Regions from separate parts of the Sus scrofa genome. Here region 2 is linked to region 1. The links are chromatin contacts, called in public HiChIP or PLAC-seq maps. All regions are on one chromosome and are shown on one strand. The core of a region is the stretch at or near the end of the contact, and the rest is flanking DNA. Distances in the headings are between cores, read along the strand shown. Region 1 holds the start of FBXL15 (F-box/LRR-repeat protein 15). Region 2 holds the start of TRIM8 (probable E3 ubiquitin-protein ligase TRIM8).

The links. HiChIP or PLAC-seq counts read pairs in DNA pulled down with a chosen protein or histone mark.
Region 2: an H3K27ac HiChIP or PLAC-seq map of alveolar macrophages shows a contact between it and region 1. The contact joins the promoter of TRIM8 here to the promoter of FBXL15 in region 1. A contact is called at or near these places in 1 of 47 Hi-C or Micro-C datasets (liver) and 1 of 2 datasets of contacts at active chromatin or transcription factors (alveolar macrophages).

What each region holds. Positions count from the first base shown.
Region 1 is chr14:113,426,350-113,434,204 of Sscrofa11.1, reverse strand. It overlaps FBXL15 (F-box/LRR-repeat protein 15), which reads right to left and starts at 4,036. Exons shown (of 5, transcript XM_021072747.1): 1 at 3,752-4,036; 2 at 1,844-1,974; 3 at 1,517-1,670; 4 at 679-1,184; 5 at 1-187. The coding sequence starts at 3,886. It overlaps PSD (PH and SEC7 domain-containing protein 1), which reads left to right and starts at 4,112. Exons shown (of 18, transcript XM_021072740.1): 1 at 4,112-4,638; 2 at 5,859-6,595; 3 at 6,868-6,970; 4 at 7,446-7,806. The coding sequence starts at 5,942.
Region 2 is chr14:113,633,509-113,641,363 of Sscrofa11.1, reverse strand. It overlaps TRIM8 (probable E3 ubiquitin-protein ligase TRIM8), which reads right to left and starts at 3,927. Exons shown (of 6, transcript XM_001928904.7): 1 at 2,319-3,927. The coding sequence starts at 2,888.

The DNA.
Region 1 (7,855 bases), core at 2,787-5,286:
GACCTGCAGGTTGACAAAGGGTGCAAAGCCCACCATGTCCTGCAGCAGCACCAGGGCCTGATGCAGCGGCGGCTCCACGTCGATGTCCACACCGCGCTTCCGCAAGCGGCTCAGGCTCGGCTCGGCCACATGGTGGCAGTGCCGCACCCGCAGCGAGCGTAGCGCCGGGCAGTACTCGGCCAATGTCCTGGGGGAGGAGTGGGGTGAGGCTAGGGGCACGAAGGTGCTATGCCCAGCCCACCGTATGGAGCGAGTAAAGCCCCTGTCACCCTCCAGTTCGGGGCATACTTCTTCCCTCAGCACCGAGGGAGGGGGGCCTGATTTGGGGTCCTACACTCAAAGCCTGCAGTGAATCAGAGACTTCCTGTTTCTGAAACCGGGAATCTGCTTCTCACCTGGGCCCAGGAATGCAAGGTTTTCCCCGTGTTGAAGAAAAGCCAAAAATCTGACTTTGTGTTTTGTTTATGAAATCTGTCAATATGTAAATACTGGTTCTAAAAAGTTTTTAAACTGGGCTCTCTGGCCTAGGCATTCCTAAAGGCCCTTCCTGTTCAGAATGGGAGTGTCGTGGTAGCAGGAAGATCCAGAAACCCCAGTTTTGTTTTTTGACAACTACAGCTGACCTCTACCCACAGAGGCTAAGTGAGTGATTGCCCTCTTCCCACCAACCCCAGGCACCTGACACCGTCGCTTCCGACGCGCAGGCAGCCGGTTAGGTCGAGGTGCTCGAGTTCTGGGCAGTTCCGAGCCAACTCCTGGACGGCGGCGTCCCCCACATTGGCGTTTACCGCCAGCGAGAGGCTGCGGAGGCCTGCGCCGCGCCTCTGCGCCAGGTACACGATGGCCTCATCCTTGAGCTGTCGGCAGGCGGTGAGGTCCAGCTCCTCAAGGGCCGGACAGCGGTCAGCGAGGCCGCGCAGCGCCAGCCCATCTACCCAGTCACAATGAGCGAGCGACAGGCGCTGCAGGCGGGGGCAGCCCTCGGCCAGCGCCCCCAACGCGCGGCGGCTCAGTTGCCCGCAACCGGCCAGCGCCACACTCCGCAGCTGCGGATTTCGAGCCAGCACGGGTACCAGATCCTCGTCGGACAGCCATTCGTGACACGGCGCCAGCGCCAGCTCCTGCAGCCCCTCGGCATCCCGCAGCAGCCAGGCCAATGCGGCCCGGGGGATCTGCGGACCCACCTGCGGGCGGGGAGGCATCTCGACTTTCAGATGGTCTCGTGGGCTGGCGCAGCCTATCCGCCCCTGAGTTCTTCCACGGCAGCAGGTCTCCCTCGGGCTTGCCACCTACCCTCCCAATAGAGACCCTACGCGCCCTCTAAGCTGATTCCCAGTACTTGCCCTCCTCGCTAGGTGGATCTCTTCCTGGGCATTCCCGGAGGCCCAAGGGGGGTCCAGAACGGAAGGCAGCGGGGCTGGGGGCGGGGGTTCAGGGGTAGGGGCAGGGGGTTGGGGGCTGGGCTGGAGGCGGGGCGGAGGCGGTACCCAGAAGGGGCGGGGCTCTGGCTCCTCACCTGAGCGGCGTCGAAACGGCGCAGCCCGGCCAGGTGCAGCTGCACTAGCGCCCGGAAAGCCCGGCTGACGCGCTGTAGTCGGAGCAGCTGGCGCAGCGGCACCCGGCTGAGGACGTGTGGGAGCAGCACATCTTCCCAGGGCAGGTCCAGGAGCCTGCGGGTAAAGGGGCGTTGGCGGCGGCGTCCCCGGGCCGCTGTTACCTGTGAATCCGCCTCCGTTATGCTTCTGAGCCCTGGCTCCTAAAGGTGATCCCCAGACCCGGCCTTGGTTCAGCTCCCCTCCCCCAGGTCCTTCTTCCTTCTCTCGGCCCCTCCGGTGCTCGGTACCTGACGGCTCCGGGCTCTTGCTCCCCTCCGGACGGCTCCATCGGTGGCTCCATCGGCTGTCTACTGCGCGTGCGCAGCAAGGTCTTCTTGCTTTGGCCTTGGAGAGGCCGCAGCGAACCCGCCTCCTTGGGCTGTAGAGACAGACCGATTCAATCGAGTGCCGGCTCACTGAGGATCCTGTTTGAAAGCGTTCCGGATGGATCCCGAAACTGAAGGCGGAACAGACTGGTGGTGTAACGTTAGACCTCGCCTTATCCGCTACAGGGCTTGAGACCCGAGGCTGAAGCACGCGATGGTGCAGCAGAGCTGGCTTCTTTTTTTGTTTTGGGCCAGTGGCCGCCTCTAAGTAAAGTGATGGGAGGAGCAGGCAGAGCCAAACGTAGAAGGGGCGGGGCCAGGACTCCAAGGTTCTGGGCCCTACATTCTCTGCCCTCTGGTCGCCTTTAGTGAGTTTGAAAAACGGAAAGAAACTATCCTGTCTCTGGCATGTAGTGAATGTCCAGTGAGTTGAATGAGCAAAGCTAGAATTTTCCTTCTTTCATCAAGCAAACTTGCCCAAACCTCCCATCCTGGCTAATTCTGAAGTACAGAGCTATCCAGCCCCTTCCACTCCTGAAAGATTTGGAATGGGTTTACACCTTGGGGAGAGAGATGTAGGAGGCAAGAAGGGCTATAGGGACTATATCTCCAGCTAGGTCTCTTTCCTTTACTCAAGAGGTCTAGAGTCCTGAGAACGAATGCTCAGTTCAGCCCGCCAGGAATGCTGCTCCTCTTAGTTGTAGGATCTGAGGCTGGACCCGCCTTGGGGCAGTGACCGCCCCAGAGCTCTGGGCTCAATCTCCGGGCCGCACTCTCACCGAGTCCCCAGATTCTAGTTCCAGGGTCCGCTCCAGGGAATTCCTGGACCAGTGCTTTCCCCATCATCCATTTGAGGGGAGGGTGTGAAGGACGCCGAGGGATACTACTCTCTCTCAGAGTTCTCCCACCCCTGCCCCCAGCAGGATTGCCCTCTCCCTTCGCGCAGCCCTTCACCTGTCCCTTTTTTTTTTTTTTTTGGGGTCTTTTTGCCATTTCTTGGGCCGCTCCCGCGGCATATGGAGGTTCCTAGGCTAGGGGTCTAAATGGAGCTGTAGCTGCCAGTCTACGCCAGAGCCACAGCAACGCGGGATCAACGCGGGATCCGAGCCGCCTCTGCAACCTACACCACAGCTCACGGCAATGCCGGATCGTTAACCCACTGAGCAAGGGCAGGGACCGAACCCGCAACCTCATGGTTCCTAGTCGGATTCGTTAACCACTGCGCCACGACGGGAACTCCCACCTGTCCCTTTATAACGAAAACTGCTTCCCATCCATTATCTCATAAGGACTTTGGGCGCCTGTGCAAGGTGGGCAGGTCTGTTCTATCATTCCACTTTAAAGATGAAATCGAGGTCCTGGAGAGGAAGCGCCTTGTCCGGGGCCAAGAGAGTCGAGAGAGAGAATTCTGGCATCCTGGTTTTCCCCGAATCCCTTTCACACTCCTCTACCCTCCCCCACCCCGCCCATCCACATGCTGCGAGAAGAGAGTAAACAGCAAAGGGAAAGGACAAAGGAGGGTCAGCTTAGGTAAAGGACTCGCTCTGTTTTCCTCCGACTGCCTGGGGAAGGGTGGCTGAAGGAACAAATCTTTGCTAAGATTGAGTCAAGTGAGCGCGCACCACCTAGGGCCGCGCGCCTCCTTCCCCTCCCCGCTTTGTTAGCGCTCCTGCGCCTGCGCAGTGCGACAAATCGGGCGCTGTCCCCTTCAGCACCACGCGGAGCCCGCGCCTCCCCTCCCCGCGGTGAGCCCCGCGCGCCCCCGCCTCGCACGTTCTCGCGCCCCTTGACCGCCCGAACAGACCCCTTTTTTCCTTCCAGGATCACCACCTGTCTGTCTTGGAGTTCGCAAGGAGAGCAGTTGCTATAGTAACTCTGGCGGTGCTTTCTTAAAATAGCTGGGCCGCTTCTACCTTGGCCAAGGGCACAAGGGTTGTTTCTCACTTCCTCTAGTCCAGGCGTCATTCCTTCTAATCTCTTACCCCTACACGGGCGGGATGCCTAACTCAGGCAGCAAGGAAGTTCTTTCTGAAGTCTGACTAACGTCCTTCCTGCTGCATCCCGGGCGAGTGGTCAGGTTGTCTCCTGGGTCCTAGACTCAGAACCTTCGGAGGTTTTGAGGCGGTGTTCCCTAGATCTTTCTTCCATAAGTTGATGGTCTTCTGGATTTAGGGGGCGGGTCCAGTCTACATCGTACGGTGTGCTGGCGCGGCCGCGTGCCCGTGGGGGCGGGAGCGCGTGTGGCATGTAACAGGTCATGTGGCAACCTCCTAGGGACACGCAATGGGGTCTTGAGCGGGACACGCGTGTGCAGCTGGGTCTGCGTGCTGTTCAGGGGGTGGTGGACAAGAGAGATGTGGACACCATTGGGGTTGGGCATGTGAGGATCTGGAGAAGAAACCGGAGGTTCCATACCACCTCCCCCTCGTCAGGGGCGGGTCTCAGGTTGGCGGGAGAGCCCAGCGGAGATCTAGCATCGTGAAGGAGGACAGTCTCCGGGGCTCAGGGCTCAGGGCCCCCGGGGAGAGGGCGGCGGGTGGGTGGGTGGGTGGGGGGATTAGCTCTGCCTGAGCCGCGCGTAGGGGGTAGGAGGAGGGACTGAGAGGCGGGCGGGCCTGGAGCAAGCAGGAGCAAGCAGGAGCCGTGCTGCCTTCACAGCTAGGCTGGGCCCAGCCTCTCCCCTGCCTCTCCTCGGCCCCAGCTCCAGGCGAGCAGCGGTGAGTACAACGCGGCTCGTCCAAGGCTGCACTGGGGGGCGCGCTGGGGCCTGATTGAGCTTCAGGAACCTGCCTGACAGAGTTGCTGCTCCTGACCTCTGCCCCTACCCTGCATTGACGCCAGAGGCCCCTTTACCCCTTTACCGTCCCTCCTGGTCTGGACAAAATCTGTCATTCCGACCCCGGGGACCGGGGGGAGTGAGGGGGAGAGAAAGGGAGAAGGGTCTGAGGCAGCCTTCCCCTCCATAGACTGGTGACTGTTGGGGTTAGGGGAGAGGGTCTATGTCCCTGCTTAAATATATGAGTGTGCATCTATATTTCTGTGTGATTGTGCCCAGTAGCTCTCTGTGAGTATCTGATATGCATGTGTCTCTGTGTGCCTTGGAGAAGGAGGGCTTGTGTGTATATTTGGGTATCTCTTTGTGTGTTCTTCTTTGATGACACTGTGTGTGTAAAACAAGCATGTGCCTTTCCATTACACACATATTTGTTATGACTGTGAGAGTATATGAGGGTGTGTCTTTGAGCAATGTGTGTGCTTGTGTCTGTGTGTGCTGGAGGGTGTTGCCTATGAATGTGTTTAACTGTGTACTGACATTATTTTGTCTTTACGTGTGTGTGCGTGTGGGCACCTGTATGGAGAACAAGAATGTCTCTTTCCCATTCAGCACATATATATCAGGCCTTTCTTCTCTCTTTCACCTGTGCCTCTCAGCCCCTCATGTCCCTATATACACTCCCTCTTCTTCCAGGAGGCCTGAATTCTCTCCCCCCTGAGTGAGGGGCTTCCCTAAGAGAGACTATGAGGGGTTCATGGCTGTAGGATGATCATGGCTGGCTGATACTCCCAGTCCCAAGGGTGGGGTAGCAGCCTTCCCCCCTCCCCCACCAGCAGTAATTCCAAAATGCCACAGAGCTTACTCGACTTCTGAAATAGCTTCCTCTCTCCTCCCAGGGTGATGCTCCAGGCCCCCAGGCAGAAAGAAAAGGAGCCAGGGGCCCATTGGGGGTATAATTCTTTTCTCCTCAGGCCTCCATGGAAGTAGCCCCAGCAGGAGGACTGATTATCCCCAGGGGTGGGATCAGTGATGCCACATTTCCAGGGTGGGCTAGGCTGCTGGTGCTTGGTGGCCCCAGCCAGCTTTCCCCTCTTTTTCTCTGCTCTCCTGCCCACCCAAGTCCCCAGTAGTTCACCCCCTGCTCCCTTTCCTCTCTTGCAGGCCTGTCTGAAGAGCATGTTGCCCCCTTACTCCCCGCCTGGCCTGGCCATCCCTGCCCCCCCAGCCTGACCCCCGGCCCCAGCATGGCCCAGGGTGCCATGCGCTTCTGCTCGGAAGGTGACTGTGCCATCTCCCCACCACGATGCCCACGCCGCTGGCTCCCCGAAGGCCCAGTGCCCCAGAGCCCCCCGGCCAGCATGTATGGCAGCACAGGTTCCTTGCTACGGCGGGTGGCAGGTCCAGGTCCCCGAGGCCGGGAGCTTGGACGTGTGACAGCACCTTGTACACCCCTGCGTGGCCCCCCTTCACCCCGTGTTGCTCTCTCACCCTGGGCACCCTCTTCCCCCACTGGGCAGCCCCCAGCAGGGGCCCGGAGCTCTGTGGTCATATTCCGCTTTGTGGAGAAGGCCAGCGTGAGGCCACTGAATGGGCTACCTGCTCCCGGAGGCTTGAGTCGGAGCTGGGACCTGGGTGGGGTCTCTCCTCCCAGGCCCACCGCAGCCCTTGGGCCTGGCTCCAACCGCAAGTTGCGGCTGGAAGCATCCACATCAGACCCACTCCCAGCTGGAGGAGGCTCAGCTCTGCCTGGCAGCCAGGGCCTTTTACACGGGCCACCAGCTCAACCTCAGGGTGGAGCAGATGGTCTTTACTCCTCTCTCCCCAATGGGCTGGGGGGCCCCTCTGAGCACCTGGCCACATTATTCCGAGGACCAGCGGACACTGGACTCCTGAACCAGGTATGTGATCTCCCTGGGCCTCCCTGGAGCCCCAGAGACCCAACAAAGGCCAAGGCTTGTTCCCTTGGTGGTCTTGGGCCTGTCAGCTCTTCACTCTGAATCCTTCATTTTGTCCTAAATCTGTCTCTTTCTTGCCCTCCGTGTTTGTCCCTGTCTCTGCACTTCCACCTCTGTCTCTATATGTTTCTGTGTTTCTGTCTCGTATCCTTATGTCTTTGTATGTCTGGCTTTATCTCTGGGTGCCTGTGTCTCTGTGCCCCTCCATGGCTTAGGGGGGCACTTGGTCCTCACCCCGGGAAGTCTCCTCTCATGCCCAGAGAATTGCTCGAGCCAAATGGGAATTCTTCTATGGTTCTCTGGACCCCCCCAGCTCAGGTAAGGCCTGGGGCTGAGGAAAGGGTAAGAGGACAGGCCCTTTTCCATAGCAGCCCTGGCATGATAGGGAGCCTTCCTTTAAACCTCCCCCAACCCTTTCCTGGGTGTCTGAGTTGGCTAATGCCTCTCCAGACCTCAATCTTTTCCATCTGTGTTATGGGGGGGGATGGCAACTAGGTTGGGTGCCTAGAGGAAGCTGGGTAGTGGAGAGAGGGGATGGGGGGAGGCTCATTCCTTGGAGTAGAAAAGAGACGGTTTCCCTCAGGCCCCTCAAGGCTGTTTGACAAAAACTTGATTTGCAACGAGTCCCACCGGCACCAGGAAAGAGCTGAATTTGTAGGAGGAATGGTGGCTGGGCAGTGAAAAAACTTTGGGCCCATATGAGGCAGTGGGGGAGAGTTCCTTAGGAGGACAGAATCAGGGCAGGGAGCTGACCTGAGTAACCTCCTGACCAGGGTGCCTGTGCACACTGCAGGTGCTAAGCCCCCAGAGCAGGCCCCCCCATCTCCACCCGGGGTGGGCTCAGGGCAGGGCTCTGGGGTGGCTGTGGGGCGAGCAGCCAAGTACTCCGAGACGGACCTGGACACGGTGCCCCTGAGGTGCTACCGCGAGACCGACATCGACGAGGTGCTGGCTGAGCGGGAAGAGGCTGACTCGGCCATTGACAGTCAGCCCAGCTCTGAGGGCCCGGCTGGCACCACCCGCCCACCTGCCCCACGTCCCAGCCCATGCCGTGGCCCCTGTCCCAGCTTGGGCAGTGGCAACGAGGAGGAGGAGGAGGCAGGCGGGGAAGAGGATGTGGACGACGAGGTGTTTGAGGCCTCAGAGGGGGCCCGGTGAGTCGGGGAGTGGGACAGGGGCTTGCTCCTTCTCTCTAGCCCAGAG
Region 2 (7,855 bases), core at 2,678-5,177, 210 kb before region 1:
CCCTCTTCTTCCTCCTTCAACACATCCAACCCACAATGAGCGGCGCTGGGCCACTGAAGGGTTTCCAACTCCAGTGCCCTGGGACACCGGAGAATCTGGAGTGCCTGGGGCAGGGGGAGCCTGGAGAGGGACGAGACTCAGGCTGTGGGGCACAGATGCTGAGTGCACAGAACTGCACATCTGGCTGTGATGTAACCCACTACTTCTGAGCCTACCCACACCAGGAACAGGAACGAACACACACACATACACACGCATGCAGGCGCACGCACACATGGAGCTGCTGACAAAGTTCAGGGCCTGCTTCTATCCAGTTCCTTCCATGAGCTGAGGGATCAGGGACCTGCTGGTGGGAACTCCAACTCCTAACTATACAGACAGGAGACAGGTCCATTTGATGGCAGAGCAGATGCTCTCAAAGATGCAAACACAAGACCCACATCTATAGATGCTCTCCTGCTACCAAATCGAGTACAACTGTGTCTCCTCCCCCACCCAAATGAAAGACACCTGAGCCCTTGACACAGCTAAGGGCAAAGCCTTGGGTGCAGGCACACAGTCCCTCGCCACCACGCTCGCTGCCCCCTTCTCTGTGCCTTTCAGCCACATCTCTTTCACTTTCCACTGTCAATCCCAGGACAGAGAACTGGACAGCCTTCCTTCTCCTGCTTCTGCACTTTTCCCAGCCTCCTCCCCCAGCCCTTCCATCTTTATTAATAGCAGCAGCTTCCCAATACTAGGGAAAGTCTGGCCTCTGCCTGCCCTGGGTGGGGGATGGAGGACACTAGGGGCTCATTTGGTCCCCTAGGCCTCTGCCTTTTCCAATCCTATTCGGGGGTTGTAGGGGGGGGGGCTCTTCTCTCCATCCTCCACACTTCCTTTTAGAAACCAGAGGCCCTGCCTGGCACAACACCCTAGAGCTAGCCCATCCAACTAGAAACTAATTATACAGCAAATTTTGTTATCCCTGCCCTCAGCCTGTGGCAGCCCTCCTCCCTTCTGTGAGTTGTATCTGTATGTTTTTTAATTGCTAAATAGTGACTCATTCTCACTGGTTCCCACTCCCCCCGCAAACAGGAAACAGCCCCCATCTACAACCGTCTTCTGCTCAGAGCTTCCTCATACCCAAGCTCCCCACCGGCCTCAACTAGCCTCCGGGGCCCCCACCCATAAACACTCCCAGTCCAACCAAAGCCCAACCTCACCCCCATGATATCACACCCAGGCCCCAAGCTGGGGCTTCGGAGATGGCTCAGACAGACTCAGGCCAACCCCTTCCTTCTGGTATGACTCAACCTTGAAAGCCAGGGGACCAGGGAGGGCCTAGGAGGAGCCCCCCTCCACTGAAGGGGACGGAAGTATTGCTTCAGTCCAGCTCTAAAGCCAGGCCCAGAGGCCTGAGAGGGAAGGCGGTTTTGACATTGGCCGCTGCTGCAGGGTGTATACAATGGGAGGGGATGCGGTTCCGTAATCACCCAGCGCAGCCCAGGGGAGCCAGCTGCCTGAAACCAGATTGCAAGGCGGCTCAACCTTAAACCCACAGGATTCTTTTTCCGTCTTCCACTTCCCCTCCCCAAATGTGGGAGGGCTGTGACAGAGGGCTGGGCTGGGAGAAAAGGGCTCAGGGTGATGAAGACATACTTTAAGGTTTGTTCATGCAGACGGGTGCAAAACACACAAGCACACAGAGGACAGATATTCTCACACAGAGAGTGGACTATGGGGAATAATCCAAATAGTTGAGATGCTGTCCCACGATGCCATTGGCTGGCCAGGCCTTGGCCAGATAGATACCAGGAGTTCTGCTCTCCCTCCGGAAGCTCCCCTCCACCTCCCCCCCCCCCAGTGTGTTTCCAATAGGGCTTGAAACTAACATGGCTGCTTTTGTTTACTTCCTCATTGGTATGCCAGCATCATGGATCATGTCAGCCACAGCAGCGGCACCAGGACACTCATTACATAAACAGCAGCTGGAGAAGCAGGACCTGGGTCACTGCCTTTGGTGACTTCCCGTAGGGCCTACGGAAACAACGCCGGGAGGGGGAGGGAGCTGCGGGCAAAACAGAAAAGCAGCACCCAAACTCTACCCCTGACAACCCCACACCTCAATTTTATACGTGACTCACAAGAGGGACCCTATGAGCACAGGTGCAGGAATCCATGAAGGAGGGACTGGGGACCCTTCTTGCCTCCGAACTTACAGAGTAGTAGAGTTTGGAAGGGGGCCCTCTGGCCTGATGTCACAAGAGTCAGCCTATCGGGATGGGTGGTCCCCAGGCAGTAGGGAGTGTGTGTGTGTATGTGTGCAGGGTACTTGCCCGGATCTCATTCCTTCGGATCTCCACGTCGCACACCGAATGTCCCTGATGCGCACCGCTGTAGTAGCAGCAGTACTGGCACACCGCCACCTGCTCGGCCTCGCAGTGGTAAAGGCGGTAGGCGTTGTGTTGCGGGCAGCTCCAGGCCCGCACGTCGTCCGCCTCCACCAGGAGGTGCCCGCGGGCGGTAGAGGGCTGCTGCAGGTGCGTCTGCACGTGGGACTGGCAGCAGGGCGCCTCGCAGCGCAGGCAGACCTTCTGCGCGGGCAGCGGGGGGCCGCGGCGGCAGAACACGCAGTGCAGCGCCGCGGGCGGCTTCTCCACGTGCAGGGCGTTGAACTTCTCCACGATGTTAGTGAGCTTCAGGTTCTTCTCCAGGCCGGGCTTCTGGTTGTAAGCCTGGTTGCACTCGGGGCAGCGCACCAGGCCGCTGTCCTTGGCCCACGCCTCGCCAATGCAGCCCCGACAGAAGTTGTGTTTGCACGGCAATTGCACCGGCTCCACGAAGACATGCAGGCAGATGGGGCAAATGAGCTCCTCCTCGAAGCAGTTCTTCCAATTCTCCGCCATGGCGGCTGCGGGCAGCTCTCCCCAACTACCCAACCCTGGAGGTCCTTCCAGTGCAGCTCTAGGCCCACCGAGCCCCGAGCTCCAGCCCCAGGCGGCCCCGACAGTCGCTCAGTCACCAGCGCCTTCCGCGCGCCCGCCCCCCAGAGGAAGGAGCCTCGGTCCTCAAGCCGCGCGCGCAGCCGGCTGCGTCTCCTCCTCCTCCCGAGCGCCTAGCGGGAGGCAGCGGACTGCGCCAGGGCCGCGGCCGGGGCACCAGCCCTGGAGGGGAGCGCCGGGGTCCAAATTCCATATAAGAGGCCGCCTCCGGGTCGGTACGGCTAGGGCAGCGGCGGCCCGCGGCCTGCGCTCGGCCCCACGGCTGACATTGGGGCGCGCCCCAAGGCGGACAGAGCCCGGGAGCCGCACACTTTCTCCAGCGACGGGGGCGGCGGCGGCAATGGTGGCTCCCTCCTGGCTCGCCGGCGCCGCGCCTCCCTCGCCTCGACCGGGGTCCGAGAGGCCGGGGAAGCGAGTGCGGCCGCGCGGAGAACTGCTAGATCCGGACTGGGCGGGCAAAGCGAGCGGGTCCCCGGGTCGCAGCGCGGGCGCCCCTGGGCCGGCCGTCCGTCTGCGGGTGCAGGCTGCGGGGCGCAGGCGGGCCGACTCCGGGGCGCTGCGTGCGCGCAGGGGCAGTCATTCAGATGAAATTCCAGTCCCCGGCCAGAGACACCAGCCCGCCTCTGCCTTCCTCCTCCCTTCACAAATAGAAACGGAAGGGGGAGGGAGAGAAGTGGAAAAAAAAAAAAAAAAAAAAAAAAAGCCAACCAGAAAGGGAGGGAGGAGAAGCCCCGGCTGTGCTCCGGACTGACCCCCTCGTCGCTACTTCTGCGCTCCCCCGAGGCCCGGCGCCGGGCGCCCCCGCCGCGGAGAGACCCCGCTCTCGGTCTCCGCGCTGGGCGGGCGCCCCGGCTCTGCCGAGGAAAACAAGGATTGATCAAACTAGAAAGGAATTTTTCTCAACTGCTAATGAACAGGAGGCTCAGCTCCCGGCCCTCCCCTCCCCCCCGCCCGGCCCTCCCCCTTCGCCACCTCGGCCCCCCTCCCCCCACTTTCTTTTCTTCTCGGCCTCTGCTCCGGCCTGGAAGGCTCCGGGCTGCGGTCGGAGCCAGCCTGCTGCGGCGGGGCCGGGCCGAGCCAGCCGGGCCGGGCTACCTCCCTCAGCGCCCAGCCATCTTGGGCTCCCGGCGGCCGCCGCGGTGGCGGCCAGAGGTCCGAGCGCGCTTGCTGGAGGGTCCTGCAGCGTTCTTTCTATCTCTCGCTCTCTTTTTTTCGGTGGGATTTTTTTTTTTTTTTTTAAGCGGAGGGGCTGGCAGCTCCCTCAAATTAGGAGAGAGGGGAGAAAATGCCAAGTCCCGATTTCTCTCCACCTCTGCTCCACCCACCCCGGTTCTTTCCAAAAAATATAAAAAGATTAGAATTGGAAGAAGTCGGCAGAAAGGCAAGCGCCCGCGGCCCCCAGCTGCTGCCCAGGCGACGCGTCCGGGGCGGGCCCGCGCCGGTCGCTCCGTCGGTGGGTCGTTTGTCCTCCCGCTGCTTCTCAGCTGGGGGCAGGGCACTCCGGGCAGGGTCTCCGCAGCGGCTGTCGACTCAGAGCTTTATCCTCAGATCAAAAAAAAAAAAAAAAAAAAAAAAAAAGGGAAAAAAAACCCCAACATTCTCATCACAGCCACCTTCAGCCATCTTGCGCGTATTATTATTATTTCAGGACTAATCTGTTTAATAAAAATAGCTGCGTCTCTAGCCCCTTCCCCCGCATCCTGGGCTCCCTGCCCCCTTTTAATAATAATCTCGATAATAAAAATGATCTGCGGGCCAGGCAGTCCACAGCTGCCTTTTCCTGCCTCGGCTCGCTCGGGCTTGGGCTCTCCTTCTCCCAGGAAGGGGACGGGGGGGGTGGGGTTCGCCGCTGGGGCTGGGGAGGGGGGAGCTGTGCGTCCCTGCTGCCCGCCAGTCGGCCCTCTCCGCCTTAGACGCGAGGGAAGGGCGCCCTCGCCGCTATCTCGCTGTTGCGAGGAGGGCAAGCGGGGGAGGGGCCCCGACTCGCTGGACTGGCTGGAGGGGTGCACAGAGGTCCCCGATCTTCCCTCCACGGCCCAGCCTCGGAGCATGAGCCCGGAGATGGGGAGGATACAATGGGCTCGCAGCAAAGTGCTGCTGGCAGGGTGGGGACGCGAGCGGGCAGGGGGTTACGGTGAGCCGGACTCCCGAGCTAGGGCGGAAAGAGGAGGGTGGTGTCCCTACATCAAGGCCGGTCCCGCTACTCTGCAAGGGGGGGACGGGGTGGGGGAGGGCTGGGAGGGGAGCCGAGGAGAAAGCAGCAACGCAACGCCGGCGCCTGTAATCAGCACCCGCTGGTTCTGCCCACCCGGCAAAGGAGAAATAAGCCGACACGAGAGGCGGGAGGAGGAGGAGGCGGGGCATACTGTCCGGAAGTGCTGTTACAGCTGCTGAGACGCTCGGCTCCTCCCCTTTTCCCTGTCTGGAGTTGGGGGCTGTTCCGGAGGCTGTTCCCGCTATTGGTCCCCAAGCTGAGGCTCCGCCTCTTTAAGGCGGAGCAAACACTAGAGCCTCACGTGACTCGCACTAACTTCGGTACATTAAACATTGGGGTTGGGGGATGAGTTTCCTCGCTTCTTAAAAGGGAGATGATAATGCTACGAGGTGGGACCACTTCTTCCTGGGCCTCCTCACTCATTGCGCTTTTTACCTGAGAGGGAAAGGAGGGTTTGTCGGTCGACTCGTCTGTCTGATGGAACTGAGCCGTGAATTGCAAAGGTTCACTGTGCAGCAATTTCCCCAGTGTCCTCAATACTTTCCCCAACATTTCTGACCCTTAAAACTACCAAGCAAGTTCCTGTTGTGGCTCAGCGGGTTAAGAACACGATTGGTATCCATGAGGACGCGGGTTCAATCCCTGGTTTTGCTTAGTGAGTTAAGGATCTGGTGTTGCTGTGAGCTGGGGTGTAGGTCGCAGATGCTGCTCAGATCTGGCATTGCTGTGGCTGTGGTAGGCCGGCAGCACGGATGTGACACCTAGCCTGGGAACCTCCCTATGCCCTGGGTGTGTCCCTAAAAGGAAAAAAAAAAACAAAAAAAAAACCACTACCAAGCAAAATAAGCATTACTATCCCTCTTCAATTAATAAGGAAATGGAGGCTTAAAAAACTGAAGTCAACTGGTCAGTTAAATATTTAACAAAAACCTAATGTACCAGACATTTAGCTAGGCCCTGGATTCCCTGAAGAACATGTATTCCCCTCCAAAAATTTTTTAAATTAAATATGTAGGATAATTTTTGAGATAGTAAGGGACTCACATAGTACTGCCAGAGAAACTGACACTTGAGCTGACACCTGCATGTTCAGGAGGAGTCAGGCAAGTGACAACCTGGGAAAAGAGGGCTTCAGTCAGAAGGAAAAACAAATGCAAAAGCAATGGAGCAGACATGTTCCAGAGCAGAAAGAAGGCCTGTGGTAAGGGAGAGGCCAGGTAGGGATGAGAACACATAGGGTCATGGTAAGGAGTTTGAACTTGAAGCTGGTTGTGAGAAACTGTTAGATTTGGGATGTATTTTGGAAAGAGAGCCAGTAGGACTAGATATAGATTAGATATGAGGTGAAGAAAAATCAACACGTAGCAGTAATGGGGTAGGAATGGGATCAAGATGGGCTTATTGCTGTATATATAGTATGTCTTTTTGAACTTGGGATTTGGGCCTCAACAAGAGGCTGGGTTGTGGTCCCATTTACCCAGAAGCAGAAAATGGGAGAGGCTTAGGTTTGGGTGGGGAGATTTTCAGTAGTACTAGGTTAAATTTGAGTTGGTTTAGATATCCCATGGAAATCCTAGAGGCAGCAATTGTATATACAGACTTAGTGGAGAGGTTTGTGGTGGAAAATATGGATTTCAGAATCATCAGTGACTATGCTGTAAAATGGTAAAACTGAGGAGTTCCTGTTGCAGCTCAGGAGTAATGAACCTGAGAAGTATCCATGAGGATGCGGGTTCAATCCCTGGCCTTGATCAACGGGTTAAGGGATCCAGCATTGTCATGAGCTGTGGTGCTGTGTTGCTGTGGTTGTGGTGTAGGCTGGCAGCTGCAGCTCCAATTCCACTCCTAGCCTGGGAACTTCCATATGCCTCAAGTGCAGCCCTAAAACTAAAAGCAAAAAAAAAAAGGTGGACCTGAGAGATTTAAGCCCAGCTCAGAATGACACAGGGGGTCCTTGATCCTTCCATAAAACCAGAGAGCCTTCATCTCCTTATTCCTTTTTTTTTTTTTTTTTTTGCATCGACCCAAGCCAAAGCAGTGACAATGCTGGATCCTTAACCTGTTGAACCACCAGGGAACTCCTTCATCTCCTTATTGCTGATGAGGGCTTAATATGGGCCCTTCAAGGGCAGAGCATGTGTCTTTTTTTAAAAATTTTTAATTTATTTTTTATTTTTTTGCTTTTTTAGGGGCACACTCATGGCATATGGAGGTTCCCTGGCTAGAGGTCCAATCGGAGCTACAGCTGCCGGCCTACACCACAGCCACAGCAATGCCAGATCTGAGCCACATCTGCGACCTACACCACGGCTCACGGCAGGTAATGCCAGATCCTTAACCCACTGAGTGAGGCCAGGGATCAAACCCACAACCTCATGGTTCTTAGATTCATTTCCGCTGCACCGCGATGGGAACTCCATGTGTCTTTTACTACTTTGCATTCCCTTACATGGGAGGTCTTGTGCTGAATGAATGACTGAATGTAAGCATTCATATCTGAGTGAATAAACAAGAACAAAGTAGCTTTCAAGCCCTCATCTGCAATTCCATGCTCTAAAGATGGTACAAAGAAGCAAGGCCTAGATTGGAGGGTCCTTTTCTGCCGTCCTCACCAGTGACCTCCTAGGACAATCTAAAGGAGACTGCTAATTTCTCA